Regions from separate parts of the Mus musculus genome. Here region 1 is linked to region 2. The links are chromatin contacts, called in public HiChIP or PLAC-seq maps. All regions are on one chromosome and are shown on one strand. The core of a region is the stretch at or near the end of the contact, and the rest is flanking DNA. Distances in the headings are between cores, read along the strand shown. Region 1 has its middle 66 kb from the start of Gm37323. Region 2 has its middle 60 kb from the start of Rp1.

Region 1 (7,103 bases), core at 2,227-4,726, 250 kb before region 2:
TCACGCATTTCACTCTCCTTCTTTACTGCCATATATCTCTGAGTAATTCTATAAAGTTTAAGTATTATCACACTATTTCCTGCTCTGGTCTGCCAGGGATGCCTATTGCCTTCTCAAGTCCAAACTTCTCAGCAAGGCATGGAGATTGAAGCTTTGCAATGGGTCCTCTTATCAATTCTTTTTCTGTTGCTATGATAAAAACACCATGGCCAAGGCAGCTTATAGAAGGACAATTTTATTGGGCTTATGGTTTCAGAGGGCTGGAGTCTAACAATAGTGGCAACAATGTGGTACCAAGTGGTAGGCATGAATGCGGAGCAGAAAGCTGAGAGCTCACATTTCCATTAGTAAACAGAAAGCAGAGAGAGCCACCTGGATAATGGTATGTTTTTAAATTCTCAAAAACTACCTTGCTGTACAGTGATGGTACATGCCTTTAATCCCACCACTGGGGAGGCAGAGACAGGCAGATCTCTGAGTTCAAGGCCAGCCTTGTATACAGAGTAATTCCAGGACAGCCAGGGCTACACAGAGAAACCCTGTCTTGAAATAAACAAACAACCAACAAACAACAATAGTACCAAACAAAAAGTAAAATAAAAACAAGTCTGTCTCCAGTGACGCACTTCCTCCAATAAGGTCTTACCTCTGAAACCTTCCCAAACAGGGTGACTTATTGAGGACCAGTGTTTAAACACAGCGTGTGGAGGATGCTCTCATTCATACCACCTCCATCCTTGGGACCTTCATGGGCTACCCCTCTGTCCTGCTGCTGCACTAGCTGTCCCTAGAGCAGATTTGAGACACTCTCTCTGGGAAAGATGCTTCTGTTTTGTGTGACTGTTAGATATGCTTTTGATTCTGTTACTTTCTTCTTCCACTTATTCATTTGTTTATATTTTGGTTTGCCCTCCCTATTAAGGAAGTAAGAAACCCCCTCTGAGACACAAAATTCAGTAGTTATTTCAGTAAACAGGCACCATCCCCTGGGGTCTCTTGATTTACATTTCTTGTTTTGGTACTTACCAAGAATATTACCCCAATAATTGTTTCAATATTCGATTTATTTCCCCATTTTAAGGAAGAACACGTTTAAATTAGGATAAAATTCTAATGTGACTAACAACTTGAAGGATATTCTTTTTTTTTTTCTTTCTAGGTAACTGAGTTGTTATTTAACCCTTTACATACTGTCAAATACTATTTTAACTATTTTTATGTATTGTTTCCAGTGTTGAAGATTGAACCTCGGAAACCAGGGATTTATGCATTCTAGGCAAGTGTTCTGCTACTTATATACAGCCACAGCCCTTTAATTCTTTTAAAATATGTTGCCCCTTTTTTGGGTGGCTTTAATTCTTTAAAAACTGAGACAATGGTATAGAGCATTCCCACACACACTATGTTGTTTCCTTCACAATTGACACTTTACAGTAGTATGAAATTTTAATGAACTAGTATCATTATAAATTGAAGTTCATTTTCTTTTCAGATAACTGTAATTTTTCTCAGTATTCCTTTTCTGTTATGATTTCACTCTACCAGCCAGGGTATCATATTGATTATTTGTTTAGGGATCAAACTCAAGACCTTTGTACTCTAGAAAAATACTCACTACTTCAGTCTCCTTTGGCTCCTCTTCGCTGAAAAAGATTCTCAGAATCTGTGATCATTCCCAGACTTTTTATAATCTTGCTGGATGCTGACAAGGCATCTTGCAGACTAGCTATCAAGTGTTCTTCTTCTGCTGCTTAGCTGAGATCAGCTTAAGATAGTTTTGAGGAGAAAGAACACATCACTCCACAGGTACCCACCATCAGCACAATGTATCACTTGTGTGGACTTTGATCACCTCAGTGACAGTTCATCTCCATTGTACAACTGCTTTCTGAACTACTTCTTGTCATGAAGTCATTTTATGCAATGAACAGTGGGAATCATTTCTCACCTTTCTCTTTCTTTCTTTCTTTCTTTCTTTCTTTCTTTCTGTCTTTCTTTCTTTCTTTCTTTCTTTCTTTCTCTTCCTTCCTTCCTTCCTTCCTTCCTTCCTTTCTTCCTTTCTTCCTTTCTTTTTTTTTTTTTTTTTGAGACAGGGTTTCTCTGTGTAGCCCTGGCTGTCCTGAAACTCACTTTGTAGACCAGGCTGGCCTCAAACTTGCTTTCTTTTCTTTTCTCCTTTTTCTTTTCTTTTCTTTTCTTTTCTTTTCTTTTCTTTTCTTTTCTTTTCTTTTCTTTTCTTTTCTCTTCTCTTCTCTTCTCTCCTCTCCTCTCCTCTCCTCTCCTCTCCTCTCCTCTCCTCTCCTCTCCTCTCCTCTCCTCTCCTCTCCTCTCCTCTCCTCTCCTCTCCTCTCCTCTCCTCTCCTCTCCTCTCTTCTCCTCTCCTCTCCTTTTCTTTTCTTTCTTTTTCCAAGACAGAGTTTTTCTGTGTAGCCCTGGCTGTCCTGGAATTTGCTTTGTAGATCAGGCTAGCCTCAAACTCAGAGATCTGCCTGCTTCTGCTTCCCTAGTGCTGAGATTAAAGACATACACTACCATGCTCTGCCAATTCCTCATATTTCTAAGGGCAGAATATCTTCATAAATTGCTTGGGATTCTCCTGTCAAAAGATTAGTCTTCTCTCCTTTACTCATTCACATATTCCTCTGTTCATGTGTCATGTATTTATGGTGTATGCATTTATAGTCGAGTGTGGGCCCTCCATGTGATGACCACATGGGGAAGTCAGAAGACAATGCAGATGTGGGCCCTCACCTTCCATGTTGTTTGAGACAAACTTCCTTGTAGTTCACAGCTGCCTATAGTGGGAGAGATACCCTGTGAGCTACTAAGTATTCTTTGATATTTACCTCCTGTTGTTCTTGTAGAAGCTCAGGGATTACAGATATGTGTGCTACTGCGTCTAGCTTCTATGTGATTTTGGGTATTCAGGCTCAAGTGACAAAGTTTGCATGGCAAGCACATTACCTGTTTTGCAATCTCCTCAGCTCTCTTTCATTTTTTATGCCATTATTTATTTATATTATCATGGATCACAGTATTTACTTCATGCTCTGAATGACATGCTGATCATGTATGTCCTTGTCATAGAATTAGAACCAGTATTTCTCTAAGAAGCTGTGGTTTTGTTTTGTTTTTGGGTTTGTGTTTTATTAGTTTTATTATTTGGAGCTATGATCTGGGACATACAAGCAATTATTGCTACTTGGTGGCATTGCTTCTAGGCATTTTAGCTGATGGCCAGCAAACTTATGTGGGCATATCAACTTATGTGTATCCCTGTATCTGTCGCTATCTATACAAGACCACTGAATTTGTATTAGGCTAATGTGAGTTCACATTGAAGCTTCCATTATCGTATGGATCGGCTCAATCTTTGCTTGATTAACTGTAAACCCTCCCTCTAACAGTAAGAAATGTGGCTCCCATCAGCTTCCATCCATTTACTTCATTGTTCTGTTCTAGTAGTGTTGTCTCGACATTGTTGACCCATACTCCCATGGGAAACAACATTATCAAGTAGCATTCCACTTTAAATCGGAGGCGCTACTCATTCTCAAAGTTACCGAGTCTTTGCTTTTATCTCCCCCACCCCAGTAAGATAGTTGCATTCCATTTGTGACAGTTGGACTCCTTATCTCAGTCTGCATTTTATTCTGGGAAACCCTACCCCTAAATAGTTTTAATTTTTAAAAAATGTGTTAAAGATCATCCTGTATGCTACAAAGTTCTATGAGTTTCAGAAACTGCATACTGCTTATAATTATGATACACAGAAGAGTTCCACCATACTAAAACAACCTCCCAATAAAGACATATAATACCATATGCCTTTAACCCCAGCACATGGGAGGCAGAAGCAGACTGACTTCTGTGTGTTTGAGAATAGCCTGGTCTGCATGGAGAGTTCCTGACCAACCAGGACTGTATAGTAAGCTTGTCTCAAAAACAAAAAAAAAAAAGCAAAATTTAACCCTACAAAACTCAAAATAAAGCAAGCAAGCAAGCAAGTAAACAAGCAAGCAAACAAACAAACAAACAAACTCCTCCTCCATCCTGTGGATTGTCTGTTTAGTGTTTTCCTCCAAACTCTCGGCAATTTTGTACTTTGGCCTTTCTCATAATATCAAATAATTGAGAGCAAACACAATACAGCAGCTCAGACTGGATTCTTTCAAGGAAAATGCACTCAAGACTCATCCATGTCTTTTCTCATTTGTAGTTTATCTTCTTTTCTTTCTGAGTAATATTCCATGGCATAGGGCTTTATTCTGTTTTAAATATTTCAGCATTTTGCAATAGTTACAGTGTTTGCCTGTGGACAAGTTTTCAGGTAAATTGGCTAAATGTCTAGGATCTCAGTATGGAACCATATACGATTATGTTCAGCTTTGTGAGAAACCATCAAACTGGCTTCTAAATGGTGATGTGAGTTCACCAGCCACAATCAGTTCCTGGAGCCCTACATTCTCAGCAGGAAGCAATGTTGCCACTTTGGGGGATGTTACCATTGTTGTAAATGTGTTTGACTCGCATTGTTGTGGATTTTCTACTTGAGTTTCCTTTGAGTGACTACTGGCTCAAGTGTTGTACAAAATGGGCTAAAGGGTGATAGATGACTGCCTTATTTTGACAGTTTTGAATAATTGTATAATAGAAATTGAACTATTTTATAAGCATACCTTATTTGATTGGTCAAGAACTTACAAAGTTGCTTAATAAGTACATGGCTTATTCCTAAAGAATAAATCACCAGAAATATAACTAACATTATAAGTTTACCATTTATTACACATTTTCCATGAATATGGATAGGAGAAAGTAATATAAAACTTTTTCATCCAAGTTTGTAACTAACAGAAATATGTGTTACTTCTGCTTTACGTTTAATGAACCTTGAAATAATGACCCCAATAAAACTGATGGAGAAAAAAATCTTGATAGAAATTTAGGGAGAATTTTTCCCCCCAGGGTCTATTACCTTTAAAAACCGCAGTTTTCATTTAAGTCTACCAGTAAGTCCAATAAGCCATTGGTTCCTCGAGGTAGACTTGGGTAGAACGATTCCTTTGGTATGTCATTACTGCCCCTCCTAGAATAAGTAGACATAGCTCCCCCAGGAGAATTCCTGGGATTTCTAGGGCCTCATTGGACCCTCTGTGAAAGAAGACGCTCAGATCCCTTAAAGCTCTGATATTTAGTTACTTAAAGAGGACCCCACCCCAAATCAAGGACCTAAGACATTAATACCCTGATGCATCTGGTTAATTACTTTCAGGAATAAAAAGCAATATAGCAACAGAGAACCCACAAACACAGTGTACCTGTAATCAAGATAATTTTTTGGGGGGGTGATGGTGTCTTTTGTTTATTTGTGCATTTATTCTCAAATGGATCCAGAGAGCCCCTATAAAGCTAGTTACACCAGTCACTTTGTGAGATGTTGTATATTATTAAAACATCAGAATATTAAATCTGGTGAAACCCACTCTCCAGGCTCTTTGAAGAGCTCCTCCTTTCTCTGCCCTTCATCCTGCCTAGATTGTTGTGGTTGCACTGGGTTAATGTTTTGCTCCTACCTCGAAGTTGAAGGAGTCATCTGCCTTTCCTCTCACAGGCAGGCTGTTTGTCAGTTCTCCCTGGGATTCGGGGTGGGTAAGAACGATTTATGATGAAAGGCAGTTTTACTCACATTGTGCGTTGTCCCAGGAGGCTGAAGTTGACTGATGATGATGTAACCTTTAATATCCACAAGCTTTTTTAACCCCACATTTGGTTTATTTAAGTTAATACCATTGGGTAGTTGCCTGTTTTGATTTTCCCCAAATCTTTGAACTTTGCTCGCTCTTTATTCTTGGTAAACCCAGGCTCTGCCCTTACCATTCTCCTTGCTTTCTTTTGGGATTTGAAGATTATAAGTCTGCTTTGGTGTGGAAGGGACATTTGTGGACATTTTGCCCCCACAAAAACCTCCACCTCAAAATTACTGATATATAGTCACGAAACAAACTTCTTGAGATTTCCAGTTACAGGATGGAGGAAAGATAAATCAGTAGGAGTCATGTCCCCTTGTCATGGAACCTAGTCTTTGACCTTCAGGGTTAGGAAACCTGACAGTCACCACTGCTTTGTTCTTGGTCCTTAATTCGTTGCATGAGATGCCAGTGTGGGATGTGTTAGGTTTGCAGGGCTAGCTTGCTGTGGCCTAGGGGGTTACTATAGTAACACTGGGCTTCCAGGTATTCATGTGGGTGGTGTCAAGAACTGGGAATGTTTCCAAAATGTTCTCAGTGTTCCACAGTCCCCTTGGGGTCAGATTCATTTTATGCTGTCATGGGGTGAGGCAAGGGCCATGAATTTGAGGTGACAATCCATCAGCTATCAGAAGCCAAGTTGCGTTTTCTGTTAGTAAGTCACAGTTTTGAACCTGGAAGGAAGCCAATGTAGTTTCACAAGTCTCAACTTCAAAGCCTCAGGGGGAAAATGTGGCCTGGTTTCAGCTAGATCAGTCAGCTGTAACTTGCTATAGATACAGAAAACTGCACATGGTCACTGTAGAGAATCAGAAAGTAAAGCAGAAATACCAGTGAGGGCATCACCTGTTCCTGGGACTGCCACAATCTTGCATATTCTTGTGATGATTTTTCTGTGTGTCCACATGAGGATGTAACTATTATTACTAAAATGATATCATTGTGTGCACACATCCTGCCAACTGTTTCATTGGTCAACTGTTGCTTTAACTGTGTACTACTAGTCAAAGGGCAGCCAATTGCTTCCAAATTTACAACTACCTTCTTGCAAAAATCCAATCTGATACCACACATTGCATGCATGTGTTTGTTTGCTATAATCTACAGACAAGGAAAATTTCCATTATATCAGCATTTGTGTAGGAGCATGCAAATACTGAGTACTTTATCTTATCAAAAAAGGATTCTAACTGATCTGATAAAACAGCAGGAGCTTTGAGGGACTTGGCTGGCCTTCAGTGTATCAGACTCTAAAGTGAAGACTTTCTTATCAAGGAGCAATAGGACATTTAATCTGATATTAGAGACCCTGGGACTCAGCCCTATATGAAATCCTAGTTTCATTTTGTATTT
Region 2 (6,967 bases), core at 558-3,057:
ATCTTTGATATAAAATATACCGTCAACTACGTCTGGAAGATTGGAAGAACTTTGGATAGCATATAATCGATACAGCTGTAGCATAATAATAAACTAGAGATCATTTAGAACTGCCCTCCCCACACACATACATACAAGAAAAAAGACTATAGACAGGCATGCTACAGCAGATGAAGCTGGAGTGACCAGAACCCACCTCACACATCGTTTATCAGGCAAATACACACTGGAACTGAAACTTCTATCTAGTTCTGGATAGGCAAATAATTCAAGGCGGATCCACGAGTGCTCTCAGATTGTGAGGACTAAGAAGAGTCTCCTGCTGCTGACTGGGGTATTAGTTAGTGATGTTACCTGATGCTGAGCAGTTTTGTAATGTTAGTAAAGTTGAAAATGTCCAATCCTCCACTAGAATGACTGTACCCCTAGTCAAGGTATGCGAAAGCAGTGATACAGGTTGTGAGTAGAATTCCAAGGTGAGTAACTGGAAACCTTTGCAGGCATCTCTGGATGGCAACAAACCGCCGATCAGTACAGGAACAGAAGACCCGGCTGGTTCCTTGGGTAGAGACTATGAAGGGTGTCCTATGTGATGGCTTCTGCTTTTCCAGAGAGGCAGTGTTTACACTAAGAAGGAAGAATTAAGTCAAGGGGAACAAAGGGAAACAAAGGGAAAAGTAGACTTCCAGTTTTGTTTCCTTTTAATGATTTCTTTATTAAATACAAAAATATTAGTATTCCAGACCTCACAAATTTTCCTTATAATTTCAGTAGGTTTTAAATTTTATCACAACAAATATAAGTGGGCCAGTGAGAATGATCAATCCATTAAGGTGTTTGCCACCATGTTTGATGATGTGAATTCAATTCCCAGAACTCACAGTGTAAAGAGAAGTGATTTCCTGCAGGTTGCACTCTAACTTTCACATGTATGCCATGGTATGTGTGTGTGTGGGCACACATACACGCAAATAAATAAGTAAAAACATTAAACATTTTAAACATAGTCATAGGGTACAGTGTGATAATTCTATCCTTTCCTCAAAGTTCCTTGTTTGTTCAGTAAAAACATAAAAATGCCTTCTGAACTGCGGTGCTGTCTATTTTTAAAGTAGAGTAAGCAATTGTAATTAAATTAAATTATCTTTTAAAATTAAATTATTACTTAAATTATAGTAAGGGCCCACATTTATCTGAAATAAAGCGTAATGCACTTTGTCCATCTTTAAGGGTGCGCATTCCTTCAACAGTTTTGTATTGTTAAAAAGTTTGAATGCAAAGTGTGTCTGAGATTCAAGGCAATTTTTTCACGAAGAATCTCTATAAAACAAGAAAGCAAGTTGTATGCTACTTTACAGAGTTCTACAGAGTATATATTTTCATTCTTCAAGGGAGGTATTTGGATATTGAAAGGAAAAAAGAAGGACTAAAGTCCATCAGGAAACATTACATCTGCAGTCCTATTCTGGCATCTAAGCTATGTGTAGGTGTGATGTAAATCCAAAGGGTTGGGAAGCCCTTACCCACACCCTGGCTATCTGCAGACTTACGGCCTTTGTCTCTGGCTCACTACCATCACTGCCTGTGGTTTTCGTTGCAGACACTCCTCATTCCTACAGTCCCTAATGTGGATTATCTTTAGTTTCACTACTCCCATCCACTTAGGGGTTGCTTGTGGGATTCTGACCCTGTCATACATCGCTAGGCCTCCCAGATTTTCCTTTACGCTGTGTTCAGAAGCCTCCCTGACCCCGTAACCCTTGCACTTTGCATTGCTGTACGATCAGCAGATGCAGACAATGCCAATGTTTGTAGCTGAAGCAATGACCGAACCCTATTGTAGCACAGCTTCTGTGGGCTCTGGGTCCCTGAGGACTGGTCACAAGGGAATCCTTTCTCTTGGGAAGTCCATACAGACACGATATCCCAGAGCTATCTGCTCAAAGTAAAGTTGAAACTGTATCATCTTGTATGTGCAAATAGGTGGGTGTCATACAATGTGTGAAATGTCCCCGAGGCATCTTTCCTGTCATGTTGATGTAATGCATTTGCTTTCTTTCTAGTGTCATGAACCTCCTTAGCAGCCACATTTTACTGGGCCACGGCTTTACATGTACTTCTTTTCTAGGCAAAAATACTTTTATTTTATTTTAATTTTTTAAAAGAACCTCCTTTCTGTTTTATTTTTTATTTTTATTTTTTTGGTTTATAATCCTCCCCATAATCGTAGCCAAAAGCAGTTATAAAATAACCATACCATAGGTTGAATGATGGGCTAAATGAAAAATGGATTTACCTTACTAACTATAATCTCAGGACATGGACAATATACAGAGCAGATATTTGCTAGAGTGTGCGATGTATGATCTTAGCTCAGTTGCACATAGATCACCATCCCTAACTGTGACTTCTTGTGAGCAGTCTTCCCTCTGACGTCAGCCCTGCCAGCCTCTGACTTCTGAAGCTCCACCACAGTCACCAAGCATTCTCTGTTTACAGCCTTCTAAGACTTTCCTTGCCAGCGTTTTCACACCATTGATAGCATTCTCTGTAAAACAGTTCCAAAGTCTTCTGAGCTTTGTCAGCTTCAATGACAGTGGTCACCATGCTCCTGATTGGAGTTTTATGAATTGATCACTTATTTCATTACTGCATCAGACATTTATTTCCAAAGTCCAAAGTAGGGGGAATCTTTATCTTGGTCCTTGTTCCCTGGATCAGGGTTTTCCTTTATCCTGTATTAGTTGCTTTTATAATTATTTGGTCAAGGTCTTTTGTCCATGTCTTTCATAGTTATGAATCTATAGCACAATACCCTTACCTTTGGAGAGTATGGTGTTCAGCTGTTCATCCTGTATTTGACATTTTGAGTTGTTTACAACATGAATGCAGATTTCCTCTGCTGGCTTCTGAAGGGAAACAGATGTTTCACTATCATGATGTACAGTATAGAAAAATTGCACTTCACTATGAAAAGGTAGCAGGATCCCTTTCCAGCCTTTCTGGAGGTGGGCTTAGCCAATAGAACAGCCAATGTCTTCTCTGCGGCCAGAGCAACCACTGCCTCTGCTACTGGACTGTTTTCCTCCCTCTTTTGCTATGGTTTCATTTGTAGACTCCCAGGGGCTGGGCCTAGGAGGTTTAAATTCTGCTCCTGCCTCTCCATCACCACAAGACCTCAGGTTTCTGGTCAGAACACTGTCTGTCTTGTAGGAGTTGCTTTTGGAACTATAGTCTCGAAGTGGTAAAAACCTCTGGTGAGGCTCCATCACTTGCGTGCAGACAGTCTTTTAAAGCTAGTTTTCAGTATGAGAAACATTTCTGAGATTTGCTCATGGTGGTGTTTGTGTGAATTATTGATCTTTCCTTGGTAGGTAATGATGCAAAGTCAGGTGTTTGCTTTTTTCATTCATTGGGGATTATCTGTATGTCTCACTGGGTTCTCCAGGGAGGTGTTTGAAAGTGGGATTGCCAAGTTCCATGACTTGTGATATAACGCTAGCTGTAATAAATATGCTCTGTATTGCTACCAAAACAGATAGTTATAATCCCAGCAACAGTGCATTTCTTTGCCTCAAAATGTAGAACTGTGTGTTTGCCTGTTTGTGAGTATAAAAGGATGCATATGAATTTAGTGTATATTTTCTCAGTGGCTATATGAGCAGAGTTCTTTGCGATGGATTAGTGTTCCCCACAAATGCACTCATGAAGGTTTGGTCCTCAGTCTGTGATATTATTGGAAGGTGTAAGACCTTTAATAGGTGGCGCCAAATGGAAGGTCTTCCTTTGAAAGGAATACTGAAATCTCAGCCTCTATCTCTATCGCCCTGTCTTGGAGTTCTGCCTGCTTTACTGGGAACTTTGACCATGATGTTCTGTCTTCCCATAGGCTCTGAAGGAAAGCACCCAGTTGAACAAAAACTGTGAGCCACAATAGGCATCCCTCTTTTTAAGTTGATTTTTTTATTATACTTTGTTACAACGTTAGACAGAAAACAGTCTGTGAATAGAACCAATCAATAGGAAGTCTTTTGGATCTCTCTCTCTTGTCAGTAAAAAGAATTTCCAATTTATCCAACTTGTTGAATAAATCTAAATTTGTCCCTTTTTTCTTGTTTTTGGCAAGTATTTAAATCTGTAGATACCTCAGACTGCTTAGCCTGCAGCCTAATGATACTTCCAGTTTGGGAGTATTATGAAATAGCTCTTATGAACATGCATAGAGATTTTAGAAGAACATATGTTTTCCATCTACTTTAGTAGATATGGGGTTTCTGGGTTAAAGGCAATTATATGTTTCACTCTACAATAAACTGTTAAACTGATTCATTTGTATTCAGGCTAACAGTGTAAGAGACTTCATCTGCACTGCCCTCCACTGTGGGACATCCTCTTTTCATTTAAGCTATTCAGGCAGGTATAAGTTACCTTTCCCAGTGCACACTGGCATTGGTCATCTTTTCCAATACTTTGTTTCTGTCTTTGTTCGGATGGCTAAGCTTTGACTGTTCTTTATGTATTTGTCGTTTTGTATGTAACAGAAACCACAGGATGCCAGCAGGTTTTTGTGCCAGATGAAGCCCCAATTTCTACTTCCAGTCCATGGTGACACCTAGATGCTGCATCCTTCAGATGGGTCGGAAATTGTGTCCTAACACAGCAGAAGAGACAGATGTACCCTAAAACATTTCTGTTCACGTTATGTTCCTTATATAAGTGATAATCGCTCTCCGTTGTGGGTGAATACCTCACCATAGGTCACCTTTCAAAGCCTGGACATCTTTGCCAGTCTGTCTTGGAATTGTTTCAATATGACTTTGAAAGATGATATTATCAGTCAAACTGTATGATATTATAGTTTCAGGTCCTTTATTATATATGGATAGAAAACATATATTTCTCTCACCCCATTACCTAACTTTTAGTTTTCACAACATCACTATTTACTGCGTGAAGGTTGTAAGTCTTGTTAAAAGTCTTCAAACCTCTAACCTTCTGAGTTTTCTTTTTTTAGGGTTGTGTGGGCAGACTGGCAGGGCTTCTCTCATCTTCTAGCACCTTTTCAGCTTTGGTGCCAGGTCGGTAATCTCAATGGAACTTTTGCGATGTCTGAGAGGTATGCTGAGGTTCTTTTTCTGTGCTTCATGCCCACTGTTCCAGCAGCGTTTGTTGAAAAGATAAAACTTGCACTGAGTTCCCTTGGTTCCTTCTTCCAAACCTAATTCATGTTGTGGATATATTTCTGTGCTCTTTATTCTTTCTCTTATTAAATTTTATATATCTTTGATGGCATCTTGTGAGCTGTATAACTTTAGCTTTATAGTAGATCTTTTTATAATAGGTGGGGAGAATGAGTTTCTCAACTCTGCTTTGCTCAAATTTGCTCTGGCTTTCCTGGTTTTGTTCTTTTTTAGTTTCTTCCATTCCCTTGCTTTCTTCCTCTTTGTTTCTTTGTTTCTTCCTCCCTCCCTCCCTCCTTCCCTCCCTCCCTTCCTCCCTTTCTCTCTCTCTCTTCTTTCTTTCTTTCTTTCTTTCTTTCTTTCTTTCTTTCTTTCTTTCTTTCTTTCTTTCTTCCTTCCTTCCTTCCTTCCTTCCTTCCTTCCTTCCTTCCTTCCTTTCTTTCTTTCTTTTTCTTTCTCTCTTGCTTGCTTTCTTGCTTTCTTCCTTTCTTTTGTTTTTCAAGGCAGGATTTTTCTGCATAGCCCTGGCTAGCCTGGAACTGACTCTGTAGACCAGGCTGGCCTCTGCCTGCCTCTGCCTCCTGAGTGCTGGAATTAAATGTGCACCCCCTAGCCCGTTTCCTCCATGCTTAATGGTTCTCTTTTTAGTTAGCATTCAGAGTTAGCTTGTCCATCTCTTCAAAGCATTGCTGAAATTTTGATTTGTATTATACGGAGTACACCAACTGAAGAGAATGTGGATTTATTGATATTATGGTCTATATATGAAGTATCCCCCCAAGTATCACAAGACTTGGACTCTAGCAGGTGCAAATTTTCAGAGCTAGTTTAAAAACTTCAGAAGGTGGGGTCTGGTAGTTTCATGGTTCATGTTGTTCCGTAAATAGTTTACTAAGGGTAAGCCTTATGGAATATCCAGCCACTCCTTCTTATCTCTTTTCCTCCATCTCTTCCTTTTTCTTATTCCACTTCCCTTTTTATGTTGTCTGTCTAGCATGAGTTGAGTAGCCTGTCCCACACACTTCCACCACCATGATGTTCTCTGCCATTCTGTGGGGCTAGAACAACAGGGACAACAATTAGGGAGTAAAACCTCTGAAGTTATGGAATATTTGTTTAGATGTTTGTATTGGGTATTTTGTGAGATTTAAAATATGACTAGCATGCTTAATAATATTTACCCCTAATAAGTGTTTTGCTTCTGAAGGAAAAGATATCATTGCAGTTGGAAGCCAAGGAATACCATAAAGCCACACCCCACAACAAACCTCACACAAGAGATTTATGGGGAGGGAAAAACCCGGAAGGGTGGCTGCTGCTTCTAGGATGAGAAGGAGCAGAGAACTGAGCATAAGTCAGAGTTTTTATAGTGTTTCTTGGGCGCACAGACATTTTCAGGATGGAGATTTCCAGGACTTGCTGGGATCGAAAGTCCTGAGCTTGGTTTTTTAGTCTGGAAGGTGGGGCTGGCCCAGCTGTTAGGGCAGTTAGAGTGTTTTCTGAATGGAACATGGTGATGGAAGGCCTTGACCCTCGGAATCATAAATTGCATATCAGTTTACTTCAATTTTAGTTCGTTTTGTTACATTTTAGCAAAGCATTTACAGATTTTGGTAAATTTAAATATTTAGTGTTACCGAGGTTGACAACATTTGTGTGTATGTGCTCACATGCATGCATGTGTGTGTATATGCTCGTGAGCATGTGTATATATGTATGGGAGTGCAAGCTCACTTATGTGAGTGAGGGCATATACTTATCAAAGCATGTATCTAGAGGCCATAGAA

The links. HiChIP or PLAC-seq counts read pairs in DNA pulled down with a chosen protein or histone mark.
Region 1: an H3K27ac HiChIP or PLAC-seq map of extraembryonic endoderm stem cells shows a contact between it and region 2. The contact joins two enhancer-like sites. A contact is called at or near these places in 3 of 484 Hi-C or Micro-C datasets (extraembryonic endoderm stem cells, liver and uterus) and 1 of 115 datasets of contacts at active chromatin or transcription factors (extraembryonic endoderm stem cells).

Annotation. Positions count from the first base shown.
Region 1 is chr1:4,671,069-4,678,171 of GRCm38.p6, reverse strand. No RefSeq gene overlaps it. Among named protein-coding and RNA genes, the nearest start is that of Gm37323, 66 kb to the right of the region's middle. Within about 2 kb of position 3,476, at least 3 of the 459 cell types and tissues checked have an H3K27ac peak or open chromatin away from gene starts, as enhancers often do. A contact at or near this core is called in extraembryonic endoderm stem cells, where this site is marked.
Region 2 is chr1:4,417,226-4,424,192 of GRCm38.p6, reverse strand. No RefSeq gene overlaps it. Among named protein-coding and RNA genes, the nearest start is that of Rp1, 60 kb to the right of the region's middle. Within about 2 kb of position 1,807, at least 9 of the 459 cell types and tissues checked have an H3K27ac peak or open chromatin away from gene starts, as enhancers often do. A contact at or near this core is called in extraembryonic endoderm stem cells, where this site is marked.